Regions from separate parts of the Mus musculus genome. Here region 1 is linked to region 2. The links are chromatin contacts, called in public HiChIP or PLAC-seq maps. All regions are on one chromosome and are shown on one strand. The core of a region is the stretch at or near the end of the contact, and the rest is flanking DNA. Distances in the headings are between cores, read along the strand shown. Region 1 overlaps Clic4 (chloride intracellular channel 4 (mitochondrial)). Region 2 has its middle 52 kb from the start of Gm42327.

Evidence for each region. HiChIP or PLAC-seq counts read pairs in DNA pulled down with a chosen protein or histone mark.
Region 1: a contact with region 2 is called in an H3K4me3 HiChIP or PLAC-seq map of bone marrow-derived macrophages, with 4 times the contacts expected there. The contact joins two enhancer-like sites. A contact is called at or near these places in 1 of 39 promoter capture datasets (the 3T3-L1 cell line), 6 of 115 datasets of contacts at active chromatin or transcription factors (the NIH/3T3 cell line, bone marrow-derived macrophages, embryonic stem cells and 2 more) and 1 of 9 other capture datasets (embryonic stem cells).

What each region holds. Positions count from the first base shown.
Region 1 is chr4:135,253,215-135,255,914 of GRCm38.p6, reverse strand. All of the region lies in intron 1 of Clic4 (chloride intracellular channel 4 (mitochondrial)), which reads left to right. Among named protein-coding and RNA genes, the nearest start is that of Clic4, 18 kb to the left of the region's middle. RefSeq lists an enhancer at 1-2,448. Within about 2 kb of position 1,259, at least 105 of the 459 cell types and tissues checked have an H3K27ac peak or open chromatin away from gene starts, as enhancers often do. A contact at or near this core is called in bone marrow-derived macrophages, where this site is marked.
Region 2 is chr4:134,997,735-135,000,434 of GRCm38.p6, reverse strand. No RefSeq gene overlaps it. Among named protein-coding and RNA genes, the nearest start is that of Gm42327, 52 kb to the left of the region's middle. Within about 2 kb of position 1,279, at least 70 of the 459 cell types and tissues checked have an H3K27ac peak or open chromatin away from gene starts, as enhancers often do. A contact at or near this core is called in bone marrow-derived macrophages, where this site is marked.

The DNA.
Region 1 (2,700 bases), core at 10-2,509, 260 kb before region 2:
CCTTGTGCATTTCTTTCTAGATTCTAAGTGTCTAGCATCCTCCTTGTGTCACAGTGGGACGGTAATAAAGCTTTAAAACTTGAGTATGTCTGTGATTAGCGGGTGACTCAAGGATCATAAAGTGACTTTATCTTTCATCTTATTATAATGTTATAAACTTTTTGAAAGTGCTTAATTTACTCCCACGCAGGACACAGTAAACTGATAAAAGCCAAGATATTAAAGCTAGGATAATAGCCAGTTGTGGGTGCTGATTATGGGCCAGGCACAGTACACAGCCTTTTATACGTGTTAGCTAAGTTAATCCTCACATAAACTCTGAATTAGGCATGTCAGTTCTGTGTCATAAGTGAGGGTCAGAGAGAGCCAGTAAGTAGCAGGGCTGGGATCTGCACCAAGGTCTTTGAGAATTAATGTCGGTTTCTTTCCTTTCCTTCTCCCTACCTCTTTCTTTCTATCTAGGGGTCAATTCTTGAACCTCATCCATGGCAAACGGTGCTCGATTATGGACTGACACCCATGCACAGTAGATTGCTTGAGAAAATAGAAGGGAGTTCCGGGGTTTCCATTGCTTTGCCTCTTTGTGTTTTGGAGGCTTGGCTAATTAGTCTCTTGTAAAATACTTTAAAGAGCCTCTTTAGCAGCTTAAAGCAGGAGGCCTACTTGTAACATCACGTATTTTGATATCAGAATTGTTTTCAAGTTTAGCAATGTCAAAGTGGGCAGAGTTTTTAATAAGCCACATCCTAATTTGTCAATGTTTTTTTCCAGCCTTCTCTCTTTCCTTTCTTTACTTTTTTAAAACTCCCCCTTCAGAGGAGCCCACCCTTTGCATTGTTGATAGAAGAAAAGCAAGGAAGTTTCTTTTTGTGGAGAGAGGAAATGGCTTCGGTCAGGACTTCATCCATATTAGGTATAAACTAAATATAGCTGTGTGATCCAGGGCTGAAGTCACACTTACACAGCTTCCTAAGCAGGGCTAATGAGATCAGCCAGTACTTTTCAGTCTCCCTCCTCCCTGGCTTCTTGGTTCACTGGAAAGGCTACTCCGTTGATTAGCCCTGTGGTCTGTGTATACCTCTGCCCCTTAAAATATATCAGAACGTTTACAGGGACTCTTAAAGTAAACTTTAAAAAAACAAGTGAAACATTTTGACTTTGTCATTGTGTCACTACACCTCCTTCAAGCTGGCTTTGTAAGTTTTAAGCCTTTGTCACAGGCATCTTGACTCTGGGCTGGACTCTTGTGAGCGGCATGCTCTATGATCCCAGTGTGGCTAAGTGGCAATAAGATTTGATCTGATTGGCTGCCTATAGAGGAGGCAGAGGAATAGGAAGATGGGAGAAGCCTCCTGTTTTGGCCAGAGCACATATTGTTCTCAGATAAGAGCTCTTGAAGCTCCCCAAGGCAGTTTTTGCTCCCAGGAACTGTGTTCAGCACTTGTGGTCCTTCTTAGAGCCCTTTGCAAGCGTGCCAAGCCACCCAACCACATGAGAATGTGCGTGCCTCTAAGGGAAGCCTTGTTTCTGCTTCTGGACTATCGTTCTCAAAAAACTCTTTTTAGACAAGCTTTTTATTCTAGCCCAGGCTGGCTGGAATTCACTGTAGAGTCCAGGCTGGCCTCAAACTTATGGCAGTCCTTCAACCTCAGTCTGCCAAACGCTAGGATTTATGAGAAACCACTCTGGCCATCTAAGGCTTAACTTTCAAAGGGGAAATTTTATTTATTTATTTAGAGAGTTTTATTCTACACTTCTGGCTGACCTGGAGCTCACTGTGTGGACCACCAGGCTGACTTAAACTTTGCAGAGATTTCCTACCTTGGCTACCCAGGTGCTAGAGTCACAAGCATGTGTCACAACGCCTGGCTGCTCATGGCATCTTATGAGAAATAGCTTGGAGCAGAACTAACACTTAACGGATTTCAAGGATCTTAGGGAGTCAGTTTATGAAGCTGAAATTCTCCAAGGATCAGTTGGGATAGCTTGTGCGCCCTTCTCTGACCTCCTTGCTCCCTTAGCAGAACAAGCCCGCTTTGCTCTCTGTTCCAGCACGCACCCTTTGTGTCATTCACCCGAGTCATATCCCTTGCTGCCTTGTTCCTGTGAATTCCGGGAGTTCAGGACCAGGGTGTGGTGGTTAATCTTCACTGGACCTCAAGTCAAGGGGCCAAGAAGTTGTGTGATAGTCTGTCTTCATTGTCAATGTGGTTGGATTGTAATCACCCAGGAGACACACTTGGGGGTGCCCACGGCATTTCTAGAGAGGTGTAACTGAAGACTGAAAATCTGCCCCTGGTATAGGAGGTGCTTTCCCCAAAGGGGAAAAGGATTGCTGTGTTGCTGGCACTCATTTGCGGGCTTCCCAGTGGTGGACGCAGAGTGGCCAGGGGCTCTCCTGCCTCAGTGCTTCTCTTCTGTGGCAGACTGTAGCCCTTCTGACTGGGAGCCAAATGCACTCTTCCTTAAGCCGCTTTGTCAGTATTGCATCATGCTAACGAGGAAGTAGTGAGCCTGTTTCATCTTTTGTAGCTCCCATCTACCATGGTAGGGTAAGCGGAGATATGTGAGAACTAATTCATTAACTCAGGAAATATTTGTTAGGATTCTGGGGCAAGCTTTTATGTATAACACAGGTATAAAAATCATTCAAAGAATATTATGTCTGTTGCTGGTGTAGTGTTCCATGTTACATCATAG
Region 2 (2,700 bases), core at 30-2,529:
ACCCTGGGGACCAACCAGCTACCTGCCTCTCCCATATAGTACCTGGTAGAGTCTCTCCATAGGGTAAGTAATGAGCTCTTAGGGTACGCAAGGACACCCTCATCCCCTCCCCTCTTCAGTTGATTCTTCTTCATAATCTATTAGTTACCATAATATCTATCACCTTACCCATTTTCCCATTAATATGTCCAATTCTATTGCTTGAGACAGTCAGCCAGCTCAGGGTTCGGTGAGAGACTGTATCTCAAACAGGGTGAAGAGCAGCTTCCGGGGGCACTCAACATCAGCCTGCGCCGAGACACGAAACAGCTTAGTGAGGTCACTCAGCATCTGTCCCTGATGTACGCACACAGGGACATAAATCCACACAAAGAATAAAGGGAGTGAGGGCCAACTTCATCAGCTCTTCTTACACAACCTTAAACAGAATCATTGTAAACATTTTAACCCAGATTTCCAGTTTTAAAGGTATGCATGCTTGAAATGGGTACCACTGTCTATATACGACTAAATTTTCAACAGTTTCCACACAGAACCACGGACATAGGCTCGCGAATCTGGATTCGGATCCAAAGCGCATCTCCCAGAGTTGACCTTCTCGTTTCTCATTTTCTTCACACACTCACAAAGCCAAGTTCTAACACTGAAGAGGTTTGGTTTTTTTGTTTTGTTTTGTTTTTAATTTATTTTTATGTTAGCTCTATAGGTGATTTGTCTGTATGTATGTTTGTGTACCGCGTGTGTGCAGTGCCCATGGACGTCAGAAGAGGATCCCCTGGAACTGGAGTCATGGATGGTTGGGAGCCCTCAATGTCTACCTGTGATACACAGAACTAGGAATGGACCCCTATCTTCTAGGAGCAGCACTTGCTCCTGAACCCTGAGCCATCTCCCCAGCTCCATTTTCTGAAATCTCTAATGATTCGTAATTTGGTTTGGGGAAGAAAGGCAGTCATCTCTGCTCCAAGATTGCAAAAGAGTTCTATTTTTAGACTTGCAAACACCAATTACAAGCAGCAACCCAGACAACATTCCCTGATTTCTGTTTCAGCTCCCTGTCCCCCCCCCCCCCCCCGTCCCCAGCCACTAGCAAGAACACCCATCTTTGTCTGTGTCCACTTAGGAGCTGAGGGTAATTGAATTACAAACTCAATTAAGTACAAGTTGGCACTCAAACTTAAAGACTGCTGCTTACCCATGAGCCAGAATAACGGAACACCTAGGCTCTTGGCCCAGAACGGCGCAGGGTGACTAAGCAGGCGAGAATAACACATTTCCCCTGAAATTTTGTTTACTCGTTCAATCTCGAGTCTGAGAACAATTCATCTGGGACGTTGTACTGTGAACACTCACCGGCTGAGACTCCACTCCTGTGGCTGGTTTCGACATCTTCATTAATTCAAGTCTGTGGTGCTGTCGTTTGCCTGCAAGTGCTTTCTGAATCATCTGACAGTCCTGGGACATCTGTCTCCATCATTTTTCTCCTTGTTGTCACTATAGAGGGAAAGGGAGGGCGGCTCTGACTCCTTAACTGCATTTGATGGAAGCAAGACTCACACTGCAGGATGATATAAAATGACACCTGCAGCCGCCCCTCACTCACTCAACAGGGTCCAGTGTATCCCAGACGGACCTCAAACTCATGGTGTACTTGAACTTCTCATCCTCCTGCCTCCACCTCTGAGTACTACTGGGATCACAGGAGAGAACCACCAGGCCTGGTTCACACCATGCTGAGGATTGAACCCGCCCTGGCTTTGCACCATGGGAGGCAAGAACTCTACTGACTGAGCTAATCCCAGCCTCAACCTTCTTTTTATATCTTCTAACAATGCAGTGTTTTAGGCCACTGGATTAGCTCCATCTTGCTACTGTCTCTCTCTCTCTCTCTCTCTCTCTCTCTCTCACACACACACACACACACACACACACACACACACACACACACACACGGAAGGGGCGGGGGAGGGGAGAGGCAGGCGGGAAGGGGGAGGGGGAGGGGGAGGGGGAGGGGGGAGCGTGTGTTCTGGAGGTCCAAATCTGAAGTGAGTCTGTTACGATTTGAATGGGAAATATCCATAGACTCGTGTTTGAACATTTTGTCCACCGGCACTGCTTTAAGAGGTTGTGAAGCCTTCAGGAAGTGGAGTTTAGCTGGAGGAAGTGGATCACTGAGGGGCGGGTCTTGAGCTTTATAACCCAAGCCACTTCCTAGTCCCTCTCTACTTCCTGACCTACCTTGATGCAGCTAGATGTGAGCAAGCTCGCTGAACCACAGCTGAGGGCTGTTTCTGCCGTGATGCCTTCCTTCCCCGACACGATGGTCTGTGCCCCAGGAAATCACAAGCCGAAATAAAGCCTCCTCCCTTGACTTGGAGTCACACAGACAAACACAATAACTAACACGGCCTCGCAGGGCTAAGATCACGCTGCCAGGAGGACCGTGACCTTTACTGGAGGACGCTTTCCAGCGTCTTCCCTGGCTTTGGAGGCCACTCACACTCACGGCTTCACCTCTCCAAACTCAAACCCAGCAAACACCAACAAGTCTTCCTTCCACTGGTTGCCCCCAGTTCCCCTTATTCATATCCGCTCCTTCTACGAATTACCCCATGTGATTACCCCAAGTCGCCCAGATAATCTAGAATGATCTATCACAGGGTATTAATCACCTCTTCAAATTCTCTTGTGTAAGGAAAC